3 separate regions of the Zea mays genome follow, and all the other regions are linked to region 1. A link is a contact called in public Hi-C data. All regions are on one chromosome and are shown on one strand. The core of a region is the stretch at or near the end of the contact, and the rest is flanking DNA. Distances in the headings are between cores, read along the strand shown. Region 1 holds the start of LOC100275503. Region 2 holds the start of LOC100280755 (acid phosphatase). Region 3 holds the start of LOC100281948.

Region 1 (4,395 bases), core at 645-3,144:
ACAGCACATAGGCTACCGCTCCAAAGGCAACGATCTTCTGATCTGCACCACCGCATCAGCAGGATAGCGCTATCTTCGGCAGATGCTCAAAGCACCGCTGGATCGGAAGTTTCGGTTACTTCTAAGAGGCTGAACAGTCTGACTCTGAGAGGTCGAGGCGCTAGAAGAAGTTTGGACAGGAAGAACGATGACCAGCCTGTTGCCTTGTTTTAAATCCTACTAGTCATGTTTATTTTCATGACGCTATGCGCGTTAGGCATGTTCATGCTGACTTGTATGTATGCTCTGATTTCAATGCCTCGTTGCTCATTTTGGTACCGTCCACAATTCTGTCTGTGCCAACGCCGAACTGTTACTTTTGAGGGATCCAAACCGAAGTCGCGCGGGATGGTGATAACTTGTATGCAATGTACCTCCGTGTTGGTCCTGCTGGATCAGCACAACGAAACTGGCAATTGAATTCAAAGTTTCTTTCTTGAGGGAAAACATGTATATTTTGGAAAATGCACGTTATGTATTTCTCGTCCAAAACTTGTGCAACCATATTGTGATCAAAGTTAAGAAATTGGGAGCGATTAATTTAGTTCTTTACTCTATTGTAAATTATAAGATACTTTAGTATTTATATATTTAGGTAGAATTTGTTTGCATTGCGTCTAGTAGATATACATACTTATAAAATCAATGCATGTAAAAAAAGCAAGAACGTCGTGTAATCGAAGGAGCAGTTGCTTTGATGAAAATCGTTGGCTTGTTTAACTCCAACAGTCTGGTGGGGGAAATTTATGCTTCAGAAAGCATGATGCGTGCCAGAGTTTATAAAAGCACAGCTAGAGGACCCAATCTGCTCGATGCCATAGAATACGGTAAGAAATCAAGGAAGGAGAAGGAGATTTCGCATAGTGGTTGCAATCACTAATCAAGAGAACCCATTTAATCTGATACTCCTTTCATCCACCCCCAAGTTTATCTGGGTGTCGGTAGACGGCGACACATGTCTGCAGATCCACTCGCAGAATCCTCGAGGATCTCCCATGGTTAATACTGTAATGGCGCCTGTCCATCGAGTTTGGAGACAGAGGGCATCTACCACCTGGACTTAGATCCCGCAAAAGTACTCGGATTTGGAAGGTTCGCCGAGCTTTCCCCGATGCCGGTGGAGTTTGCGTCGGCCGGCGAGGCGGCGACCGCCCAGCACGTACGGTGTCGTCGCCCCAGACCTGTCCCGCCAACATCAACCAACCACAGCGTGTACGATGGCGTGGTTGGATGGAATGTTTGCTAGATCTTGTACAGCGGGCCACGTTTCACTATTTGGATAAGCTGCCGGTGTCGGGGCCAGAAGAGGCCGAGAAACACACGCACAGAGAGTCGTTGCGGTCAGCGGTAGCTTCGATGCAGCTGCAGCCTGCAGGCAGGCAGTTTTTGGTGATGAAGAACTGCATCGGATCAGTTTTTGCTCATGTCTAGGTTTTTCATCTTTCAATCGAATATAGACACAAAAATTAAGAACTAAAATAAATATTAATTTAGAACGGAGATTACGTATCATAGTTGGCACTTAATTCTCATCCCACAAAAAGGAACTATGAAATCTTCTGCTTGATGACAGTAGCCAACTGCACAACGGTTAACTACAAAGAATTAGTACTAGTCGCTAAATGGACGTAAGAATTTCCCTTCGAATGTTTTCACGCGTCGCCAATGCCACCATCACGTCACACAAAAGTTGGAAGGACTCAATTATGAGAGGAGGATACAGATTGCGGGGCCAATCTGCAAGAAACGCACCCTGACATATGGGCTCCCGTGATGCCATCTGGGGCCACTAGAGTTGACCGGCAAACTGATTACGCGATTATTTAACAGCACGATCGCGTGAGGACAGAAGCTCAGATGCCGCCTTCATTTGAAGCTCCCAAAGCCCAACACCTCTCCTAGCCTCCTTCCGTCCCGCCGCCACTCCCGTCATGGGCGATTCCGCGGCGGGCGCGCCGGAGCCGAGCAGGTTCGGCAGGATCTGCGTCTTCTGCGGCAGCAACCCCGGCAATCGCGCCGTCTACGGGGACGCAGCGCTCGACCTCGGCAAAGAGCTGGTAATGCGCCGCCCATGGCAAGGCTGCGCCCGCGGCCGCTTCCAAAGTTTCTGATTTGGCTCGATCGCTCGATCACGCCTGACGCTCCGTGGCCGGACGGGATTCTGCGGGTTCTCGCCTCTGCAGGTGGCGAAGGGGATCGATTTGGTCTACGGCGGCGGGAGCGTCGGGCTCATGGGCCTGATCGCGCAGACGGTCCTTGGTGGCGGCTGCAGTGTCCTCGGGTACCCACTTACCTTGCGCATCCTGGAGAATTCTGCTTCTGTTCGAACTCTGCAATCTGTCTAACGTGTGGCCTCTCTGTTTGATCCGTTTGCAGAGTGATTCCGAGAGCACTCATGCCGCTTGAGGTGTGTATTAAAATTATTAACTGTCCTTTTCTTCTGTTCTCTTCTTTGTGTGTACCATTGGTAATTCTACTAGTTATTACTCTGCTCTAGCGGCTAACTGGTTCACATTTCACAAGAGAGAATTATAATATCTAGCTAACTGCGAAACAACTCTCAGCTAAAAACTAGAATCTGGCTCGCGTTTGGTTTTGCACCTGCTTACAGCTGTTCCATTTGAAATCTATCCATGAATTCTGCCCTGGATGTTGGTTTCACATGATCTTGCTCTAGTATGTAGCAGCTCACGTAGTCCTATGTGCTCTCCAGGCCACCATTTGATTCGTAAGGTTTGTTGGCGCTGATTGATTCCCCTTTGCTTCTGGGGCTTAGCAATAGGTGAGTAGGTGATCACTAAGGAAATGGAACTAGGGCTTCGGGGAGGTGAATTGCAGACTGCCAGTTTAGATTTTAGGGCGATACAACTTGGAGTTTTAATGTTTACCACTGGGTGGGTTTAATTATAAGAATGTGCAACTTGCCAATAGGACATCTCAACTTGAGGGGGAAATAGTGTGAGAAATAAAAAAAAATTCCATTAGGCAGTAGATGATAGGTTACGGATGATTGCCTTTATCTATATGTAACTCCAAACTGAAGAGTTTTGAATGCGGCAAAGACAACTAGAGCTAGGAAAACAAACATGCTACTCTTTCTAGCTAGTCGCTCCAAAGTGAATCCAGAATCCTAGAGATCAATTTTATACATGTCCTGCCGTGAAAGCTATAGCCATATATCTGAAGAATGGAGCTGCGAGAGATCTGAAACTATGACCTACTTTTAGTACTGTGTCTAAAAAGAAAAAACTCTACCTGCGGGGTAAGACAACTTCCAGACATTAATATTAAAAATGAAACATTCTCACGACAGGTTAAGAAAACCTTTGAACCACTGCACCATCTATATATATAGTGGCATTGTAGGCTATGTGAGAACACGATCGCGACCGGAGCCAGGCCATAGACTTGTGCTTTGGTGTGGGATATCCGAGATTTTTTAACCACAATCTAAAATTCGCTCCCATGGAAAGCAAATCCATGACCTGAGAAGTGCTATATCAACTCGGCTACAAACAAATTTTTTCTTCTTCTCAAACTAGATATCTGGTGCTAGCGTTGGAGAAGTTAAGGTTGTCTCCGACATGCACGAGAGGAAAGCTGAGATGGCACGGCAAGCTGATGCCTTCATAGCTCTTCCTGGTACACAATCTACATCTTCTTTTTCTCCAGTACATGCTGGCAGCGACATGTATCTCGTTTGATATGGCGATGACGGGTCTCTGGACATCAGGAGGGTACGGAACAATGGAAGAACTGTTAGAGATGATAACGTGGTCACAGCTCGGAATTCATGACAAACCAGTGAGTATCAGTATATGGCCGTGAACAATGTATGTAGCTCAGTAGCTCATGTGCTCTGAACGAGTAACTTAATCTTGGCATACTGCAGGTCGGTTTGCTGAACGTTGATGGCTACTACGACCCGCTGCTCATGCTGTTTGATAGAGGGGCAACGGAAGGCTTTATCAAGCTAGATTGCAGAGATATAATTGTTTCAGCGCCAACTGCCCATGAGTTACTGAAGAAGATGGAGGTGGGTGAAGTGACCTCATCTGCTTACTACACATCTCGCACACTCTTTCTTTAGACTCGGAGTCTGCCCCATCGACTTACATCTGATCAGTGCTTCAATAATTTTCTTGGTTGTGCTCAGCACTACACTCGGTCGCACCAGGAGGTCGCCCCACGGACGAGCTGGGAGATGTCAGAGCTGGGCTATGGAAAAGCGTCGGAGTCATAGCGTACGCTTACCAAGATGAAATCGTCGTCCCTGGAGTACGTTCTTCGTCTAGCATCTAGTTGTTACTCGACTGCAGGCATTGGCATTCAAGCATCATCTTTAGATCTACCCTT
Region 2 (4,395 bases), core at 728-3,227, 160 kb before region 1:
AAACTGAAGCAGTATATGATGCTTACCCGACCTTATTATTGCATTTTATTGCTCTAGCCGGTCAAAATGGTGGGGCCAAGACATGATTTTAACCGAGTGCCAAAGTACAATAACCAAATGAGTTCACGTAATGACGTAATCCTAGAGGTTTGGTTTACCATTCCCTCTAAAGTGGATAAAGTGGAGTTCAAGATTCAGAGTATCATTGAGAAAATGACCTTAATTGCAGATGGTGCACTTGGAACTCCAATATTCAATAGGCATCCTCTGAGGAAAGTTCCTTTCTCAATGTCATCCAAGGCAGCATTTATCAATGGTAAGCATGCCTGAGCTGCATCCTTGAAGTCGCTGTCTTTGGTTTCATCCTTCTTCCTAGTCACATAAACCCATCACGTATTGTTGTTGTCATGGACCAATCACATTAATGATGTATGAAAATTAGAAATATAAATTCAATACAGGTAGAAGCATCTCACCAATTCAATGAGATTGCAATTGAAGGCACCCCATACACTAAGGCCTCCCTTGCAGCAGCAATGGCAGAAGAGTGAAACCTACAGAGTTCCCAAATGAATCAATAATACAGTAGAAAATGGACAATAAATGATCATTTCTGAAATAAGAGCATACATCTCATACCCACAGTTTGGTCCTGTGTTGATACCGCTGATCACCTGTATAAACAAAAATAAATTTATTATTTTCCAAACCACAAATCGAAATATACTCAAGATAGTAACATTTGAGGATCCAATCCCAGAAAAATAAACAAGCGCGATACCAAAGCAGGAGACGACCAAGGAAACAACCTCCCAGATAAGGCCAACGAGACACAGTCAACCGGCGTGCCTAAGTTTGCAATGAACAAAGCCAGCAAAGATAAAATATTAGGACCACCGGGCTCAGGAACGTGTGACCCGAATTGTGCAGAATTGAATGAACCAATGGGTCTCACCTGATATCTCAAAAGCTTTAGCACCTGTGAAATCCACCGATGTCGCAGTGATGGTTTCACGGATGGTAATTGAGTAGCCACAGGCTGGCTTGTCCCTTCAAATAAACAAATGGTTCCAAATCAGTTCGGTTCCACAATCACAGGAAAACGCCAACAAAATTACTAATGTCACCAAACAGGGCGTCCCAAACCCAAACCCGCGGGCTACTTACTCCTCATTTTTTTGTTTGTTTTGTACAATGGAATGAGTTGATCCATCAACATTTCATTCCTCATATGCTAATAATTCGTAATAATATCAGAAATAAGCACCAAATTTATGGAATAGACTTTAATGTACCACTTCATCTAGAATGGATTGATTCATCAAACCAAACACACCATGAGTCTCCCAACAAATCCAATCGGCTGTCTCTACAGCGGAATAGCGGATGCGCTGCAGGATTCTACGGTACAAAATAGAGAAAGCACAGCCACAGCCTGCAGCGGCGGCGGCCGTTTAGCCCAGTCGATCAGGGCCAACATTCTGCGATCATGAGAGCAATGCAAGGTGGACATTAACGCGTCTGGATTTTCGGATTGCAGCACGTACGATTCGGGAGCACACACGTGGACGTCGCAGCGGGCGCCGGTAACGAGGGCGTCGACGAGCGCCGCAAGACCCGCGGACCGGATCCCCCCGGCACAGGTCAGCAGCACGATGGGCCTCGCCGGCGCCCCATCTCCAGAGGGGGCATCCTCGGGAGCCGAGGCTTCAGCCTCGCCGGCTGCGGCGGCGGTGCTGACCTCGGCCGCGGCCGGGCGGCGGGCGGCAAGCACAGACTCGAGGTTGGAGACGAGCGCGGACGGGAGCGGGTTGCGCTTCGGAGCGTCTTCGCCGGAAGTCGACTCCATCGGCCTCGTCCCCGGAGAGGTTATTTGCCGCCTCGCGTCGTCAGGGATGGCTGGGCAGAAGAGGCGAAGAGGGCAGGAGAGAGGGAGAGAGAGAGGGATGTACGGAGGGAGGAAGGAAGGAAGCGCCGGTGTTGACGGGGACGATTGGACGAAGGTGGGAATGGACTGAAATAGCCAAATGGGCTGGGCGCGCGTTCTTTTTAAGCCTCGTTCGTTTGTCCCGGATCCATCCAGGAACCAATCCAATTGACCAAAACCTATATAAATTAGGCAAACAAATCAGCTAGGAACTATTCCAGGTGATGGTTCCGTAAGAACCGAACGGGCCCTTATGGATTTCAAGGCCGGACCGCCGGACCCGCTTCGTTTGGTTATGGTTGGATTAAGATGAAATTAAATTTGTATTCCAATTCCAATCTATCTTAATGTATGTGAATTGAGGTGAATAACACCCAAATATATGTGAATTGAGGTTGTATGTAGGGTGAGTATCATTTTCTGCCTGCACAGATTTGGGGAATATGCGGTTGTGTCGTCATTTGATGATTAGTCGTTCATTTGGAACTTGATGAAACCTAAACCACTGTCACCGAAGGTATCCTATGATTTGGGGAATTGCAGTGTTTGAAACAGAGTAAAGAAGTAGAGGTCGCGGCACTTCACAGTTGGGATAAAATGCGTCTTACGAGATGTGAAATCCACGCTCGAAATGCTTTGGAAAAACAATAAATAAATAAATAAATACATATGTAGGTTGTTTGTGGGCATGCACATTAGTCCTGAGACCAAATTCAACTTGCATTTACAAACATGTCCCCGTTCCAGCATTTACGACACGACGTTTGGTTCGTCGGCAAGCTAGACGGCAACGCTGACGCAGCATCCGAAAATAAAATATATACATTCGTGTACTCGTTCGTCAAAATAATTAAAGTATAGGATGCTATATCGTTTGGTACGCCCGATGGCAGAATAATGGAGAGTACTACTGGTACGTACGTGGGGGCGCACGCATGTACTGTATGTACCGATCGGTTGTATCTGCGCCCGGATCGCATAATAAAATTGGGATCCGAAGGCCAGCGACGACGGTGGTGGCGCCGGCCGGCCGCCGGGCCAGGGCATCGCCATGTGATGACTGATGAGCATGAGCCCCCTTCTGGGCGAGCCAGCATGCAGCAGCACCGCGCGACAGCTAGCTAGCGGCCGGGGCCGTTGAGTAGGAGTCGATCTGTCTGACGTCGGCACGTCGCCGCTGTCTGACGTCGGATACAGTACCGGCCGCGCGCGATGGATAGTCTCCGCCAGGAATTGAAGGCGGGCAGCCGGCGCGGCGCGGGCGCTAGAGGCACAACCGAAGCCGATCGATCGCGTTGACGCGTTCGCGTCGGGCGCGCCGTTGGCTCGTTCCAATGCCGCCCGAGCCGCCGCCGCCGCATGCAGGACCAGGCATGCACGGTCGGCGGCTTTTGGGGCACGGGCCTAATCCACTCGCCACGCGCGGTCTGCTGATTTCTACGATACAGGTGCCATGCACGCATGACGCGTCAAAAGGTGCCAAGTTAACGCGCGCGTAAAAAGAGCGAGCCGATTCACAGTTACCGCACACATGCATGCATGCTGAATGGATGAGATTTGACGAAACTTTACAGTATACCGTTCAAACGTCCCACTGGGATGGGAACACGAACATGGGACCATCTTGCTCTCTTTTGCTTTCAGTCCTGTCCTCGTGTTCTCTTTTACTTCGTCACCCCCTCGAGCTGCTGCTGGTGGCCTGGTGCCGCACGTTCAATAATGAGGCTTGGCCAGCATTATCATGTCTGTACTGCAGCCTGTACTCCTCGCGTTGTACAGCTGGGAGTTAACACTCCCGGAGCATTACGAAGATTTCTGCACAGTTATCGCATGTACCGTAACGTACGAAATTTCATCGGTTTATCTTTTTTTTCCACAGGCCAGAGAACACACAAGCTGTTAAAGTGTTAACCACGGCCACGGGTGCCTTGTTTGGAGCTAGCTAGGCCGACCGGTGCAACTATAGCCAATTAAACAGTGGAACCTAGCTGGGCTACGGATCCGAGACATGGCGCATGCACACGTCACATCCACCCTTGAAAGCAGCCAACGCCGAGACCTGATCGACCTACAGGCTGCAGGGGGCAGCGCCGCGTGCCGGTGCCGGTGCCGGTGTCGTACGCACGTCGTCGGAAGTTATTGCTTGAGGAAAAACGAACGCGCGGCGCCGACATGGCTAGGGCGGCGGCGATGGTGGTGGTCGCCGTACGTGGTGGCGCTGGCTGCAGTGCCGCGCGCGGGAGGCCGGGCAGCAGAACTGCATCTGCGAGCTAGCTAGTGCATGAATGTCAGCAACCTGGCGGGAGCAGACGAAGCACAGAAGGAGGATGCCCAGTCTGGCGCCATAGCGGAAAGGCGGCCCAGACGCAGCAAACGTCTTCCAAAGCCCAACGCCAAATACTACGGCCCATAATGGGATAATTGAACCCATTTGTAATAGATTCATATATAAACCCTTGTCCGATTCG
Region 3 (4,395 bases), core at 945-3,444, 130 kb before region 1:
AATAAAAAAAATCAAGCGCCTGAAAATATATAGCGGCTCTCTGAAAAGAATGTGAGTAAAAGGGAGGCAGACACATTTTCATGAATAATGTAAGAATCTCTAGCCGCGCATCCGTGTCCAATGCAATAACATGCACGCTACAAACATATAGCTTAGCTGTAAAGGAGTTTCAAGTACTATTCCTTACTGGCGCGTGACTGACACCCACTCATATATATATGCTTGCCCTTGCCTTCACTAGACATTATATATACGTACGTAAACATATTTACATGTAACCCATGTTGTTACTACCCTGATCGATGAGAGTGAGAGAAACCTACTATATCTATATTAATTATTTCATAAACTCTATACTTAATCATATCTGATACTCCGCGCGCGCTTGATGAAGAGTCATCCATGCATGTATATATGCATCTACCGATGGAAGTAAATAGGGTGAATAATTCAGGGAATCCAACAGTGGGACTGCATGCCGGCGTTCGCCGAGAAGCAGGTGTCGTCGAGAGACGAAGCGCTGGCAGCCGACGCCGCCGCCGTCGACCCCAGGATGGCTTCCATGAAGTCCATCACCGGAGCCAGAGCAGGCTCGGGCATGAAACTGCCGGCGCACTTGGGTTCAAGGAACACCGGGAGGCCGGCGCCTTCCGGTTGCACCGCCGCCGTCACGACATCGGCAGCTGCCTGGTTGTTGCACTGCCTCGCGCCGCCGCCGCCGTCCTCCGGCTCCGGCGGGTAGCAGGCGTCCGCCGCCGTGCGGCACTGCTTGACGAACTCCCCCTCGACGGCGGCGGCGTACTGGAGAGCGGCCGCGCCGCCGGGGAGGAAGAGCGTCTGGGAGCCGAAGTCCGCCGCCCACGCCGCCGCGGGGTCGACGTGCGCCATGGAAGGAGAAGGCTGCGTCGTCGTCACGCCCACTGCTTGCGCCGCCGCTGCTGACGCGCTGTCCGCCCCGTTCAGCGGCGCGCATCCGGCGGCCGCGAGGTCCTGTGCTCCGGCGGCTCCTCCATCCAGAATGTTGTAGTACAGGTCTGCAGCGAGCATTGCATTGCAGCAGAAGAAGCCGAGTTAGAGTTGTGTTTCCGTCGCATGCTCGATAAATTTGTGTCGTCGTCAGTCTGTGTTTCTTCAGGAGAGAAAAAAAAAACATCGGTGTCGTCGGTTTCTCTGATTAACTTTGTTCCCATCTCCGATGCAGGTAGATCGTAAAAGAGGAAACAGTAATATTAGAAGCCAAAAGATCTGACACCACAGTTCACATATACAGAGTCCTGCTGGGGGAGGGACGTGTCATTACCTGGGTGGAGGCTGCCCACGGCCTGGGAGATGAGCTTCTTCTTGATGGTGGAGTTCCAGAAGTTCTTCACCTCGTTGTCCGTTCTACCAGGCAGATGCTTGGCGATCTGGGCCCACCTGTGTGTGCAGTGGCACGCATTTTTAGCTAGCTGCATTTTCCATTCGCGTCTCTTTCCTTTGTCCCAAACTCCCAAGCAAGTTATTAAGGCGACATATGTGGGCGGCAGTTGCATGTAGAGATAAAGGAACAACTGCGTCATGCAGAGGGAAATTAAGCAGCAGAGTGGCATGCATGTATGCATAGCTGATTTGCGTGTAGTAGGGGCCGGCCGGCGGCGGCGGCGGCGACGGACGACCAAGGATTGATTACCTGTTCCCAAGCACCCTGTGGAGCTCGACGATGAGGGCCTCCTCCTGCTGCGAGAAGCTTCCCCTCTTCAGGTCCGGCCTCAGGTAGTTGATCCACCTCAGCCTGCAGCTCTTGCCGCACCGCTGCAGCCCTGCGTGAAAGCAAGCACACATGGTATGGTACGTAATCATGCATTGAACTGAACTGAACTGCTCCTTTTTTTTTCCCGCGCGCGCTGCTTCGGTGCATGAAATTAAACAATAACCACGACCTCGCACACAAATGTACATGTCTGTAGTACCTGCTTGCCTTGGGACTGAGCTCCAGCAACCATGGCCGTGCGCGGTGATGTACTTGACGAGCTTCTCGTCCTCCTCCGGCGACCACAAGCCCCTCCGGACCTTCTGCTTGTTGCAGCAGGAGTGGTGCCCCATCTCGTCGTCGTCGTCGCACTGAAGCCTAGCTATATCTCTTCTCACTAGCAGTGGCGCACCGCGCACTGCACACAGGAACGACGACGACGCAAACGGATTCAAGTGCCAGAAGCGCTCGAGCTTTCAGTGGCGCGTGGTTATAAAGAAGACGACGAGGGCCGGACCGGAAGGGGCGAGCGAGCAGCAGTACCGCGGCATGCCAAATGCATCCATGCAGTGGCTGCAATGCAAACGCACCCAGGGCCAGGGCTGGGCAGGCAGGGTAAAAGCACGGGCAGGAAAAGTCGGCCCAAACCTGTGCATGCAGTTGGAACCCTAAGCTTAGCTAGCTATGAGCCTAGGCGTGTGAGCAGGCATGTTACTGCACACGCTCTAGGTTGCCTCAAATGTGAGTGGCTGGACCGCCGAGGGCTTCATGCATGGCTAAGGGAGCTGGACGGAGGACGGGAGGAGGAGGAGGCCGGTTCGCGCCGGAGGGCACTCCGGTAATTAGTCTCGCGCCGCGGCGTTTCATTGGGACAAGACTTGTGGGACGGGGCTCACCGCCGATGCCTGGTTAGTTTTAGGAAACGTACCGGCCCATCCTGCATTCCTGTGCCGGCCGTGATCGAGTGAGAGAAAGAGAGTGAGAAATTTCACTGCTTTGTTTACCAGTACGTCCGCGGCGTAACTTTAACTGCTGCTTCAGCTTGCAATTGCAATGCAACTTTCTCCAAACTAGTACTAGTACATGGGTGGCAGTGCAGCTACCATTTAGACTAGTATGAATTCGCAGACCAAATGGTGACCGACCGATGCGTTCTCAATCTCATCTATATATGTGTGATTCATCTATCGCGTCTCTGTATTTGGATTCCATCTCGAGCCCTAGACAGTCCAGATGCTCTCTAGCACATTCATTGCTCTCACTTACCATACCATTACCATCTACAACCCGGGCGGGCGAGCGCGCTAGGAAGGACTTTCTATGGGCCGAGAGCAGATGGACGCCAAAATTTCTGCAATTTTATGGGCTTTGTATGATGGAATAAGCCTTAGGGTGATCCATGGCCCACAGGGACCACCTGTACCTCCGCTACGTACTGCACGTATGTCCCGTGAAAAAAATGTTCCTTACGTAGTGTTTGGTTGAGGAGTCAAGTAGAACGGAGTCGTTCCATCCCTGATTCTAGGAACGGAGTCGCTCTGTTCTGTGTTTGGTAATCTGGAACGGAGCGGTTCTGTTTTTTGTTTGGTTGCAGAGTGAACGGAACGGAGCGTGACTGTGAGAGCGGAATTGGAACAGAGTGGCTCCGTCCCATTGATTTTTTGGAGCGGAATGGTTCCAGATCTGAGGAGAATATTCCCTAATTGGAGTCATTCCGTTCTAGTTACTTTGTAACCAAACAACAACAAAACTGGGACAGAACGGTTCCGTTCTACTTGACTCTTCAACCAAACACTACCTTACTCTCTCCATTCATTCACGTGAGTTTGCCTTTCTAGATTTATTTTAAACCAAATTATTGAAACTTTGACCAACAATATATATAAGATTAAATTATTTTAAGCTAAAAGAACTACATATTATTATGATAGTTTAAGTAATGATGAATCTAGTAATTTTATTGTTATTAAAATCTTGTGGAACTTTTGATATAACCGGTTAGAATTGATAGTGACTGATTTAAGTCAAAACCAAAACGACAAATTTATGTGAACGAACGGAGGGAGTACGTATCAACCTGCGGATTTTATGATGCCCTATGTGTTGCGCGTATGAAAAATCATAAGCACGTACGTCCCACACCCGTTCCATTTTGTTGACAAAAGAAACCACGGTTTCCGGTGACGTACTAGCTATGGTATAGTTTTGCCGGAGACAAAAACAAGAAACAATAACTGCAAAGGTCATACATGCATGCACGTACCGACGTACGCACGTACCCGAGGACCTAATAGGGTAGCTTCCTTAAAAAAGACGGTATGGAAACTAAGTCGAGTAAGGGGTGGGGTATTTGATTTTTAGAGACTATTTTTGTCCCTTTATTTTATTCTATTTTAGTTACCAAATATGTAAATTTTAGTTTTCGTATTTAATAATTTAGAGACTAAAATTTAATAAAATAGATGGACTGAAAATTAGTTTCTAAAAACTAAACATCCTCTAAGTAGCTAGGTAGCCTTCTCTACGTATTCAGCAAAGTTTCGTAGAACAAAATAAGGATAAACGCATAGCTATATATACACACACACATTATGTATGGAAGATATGGGCCGGGAATGCCGCCGCGTGTAATCTCAATGATGTCACGTTTAGAGACAGTTCTTGGT

The links. A called contact is a pair of places that touch in the nucleus more often than the background predicts.
Region 2: a Hi-C map of ear shows a contact between it and region 1, with 2.0 times the contacts expected there. The contact joins the promoter of LOC100280755 here to the promoter of LOC100275503 in region 1. A contact is called at or near these places in 5 of 25 Hi-C or Micro-C datasets (ear, endosperm, leaf and 1 more).
Region 3: a contact with region 1 is called in a Hi-C map of leaf, with 10 times the contacts expected there. The contact joins the promoter of LOC100281948 here to the promoter of LOC100275503 in region 1. A contact is called at or near these places in 21 of 25 Hi-C or Micro-C datasets (bundle sheath, ear, endosperm and 5 more) and 1 of 3 datasets of contacts at active chromatin or transcription factors (leaf).

Annotation. Positions count from the first base shown.
Region 1 is chr3:209,590,325-209,594,719 of Zm-B73-REFERENCE-NAM-5.0, forward strand. It overlaps LOC100275503, which reads left to right and starts at 1,895. Exons shown (of 7, transcript NM_001155093.2): 1 at 1,895-2,096; 2 at 2,223-2,320; 3 at 2,416-2,446; 4 at 3,582-3,681; 5 at 3,773-3,843; 6 at 3,932-4,075; 7 at 4,196-4,395. The coding sequence starts at 1,971. The coding sequence ends at 4,282. LOC103651273 (protein IQ-DOMAIN 1) reads left to right here. Exons shown (of 4, transcript NM_001362605.1): 4 at 1-309. The coding sequence ends at 213.
Region 2 is chr3:209,434,775-209,439,169 of Zm-B73-REFERENCE-NAM-5.0, forward strand. LOC100280755 (acid phosphatase) reads right to left here and starts at 1,978. Exons shown (of 10, transcript NM_001153676.1): 1 at 1,548-1,978; 2 at 956-1,050; 3 at 782-849; 4 at 640-674; 5 at 477-554; 6 at 219-372. The coding sequence starts at 1,849.
Region 3 is chr3:209,458,266-209,462,660 of Zm-B73-REFERENCE-NAM-5.0, forward strand. LOC100281948 reads right to left here and starts at 2,195. Exons shown (of 4, transcript NM_001154866.1): 1 at 1,950-2,195; 2 at 1,670-1,799; 3 at 1,301-1,416; 4 at 245-1,034. The coding sequence starts at 2,082. The coding sequence ends at 451.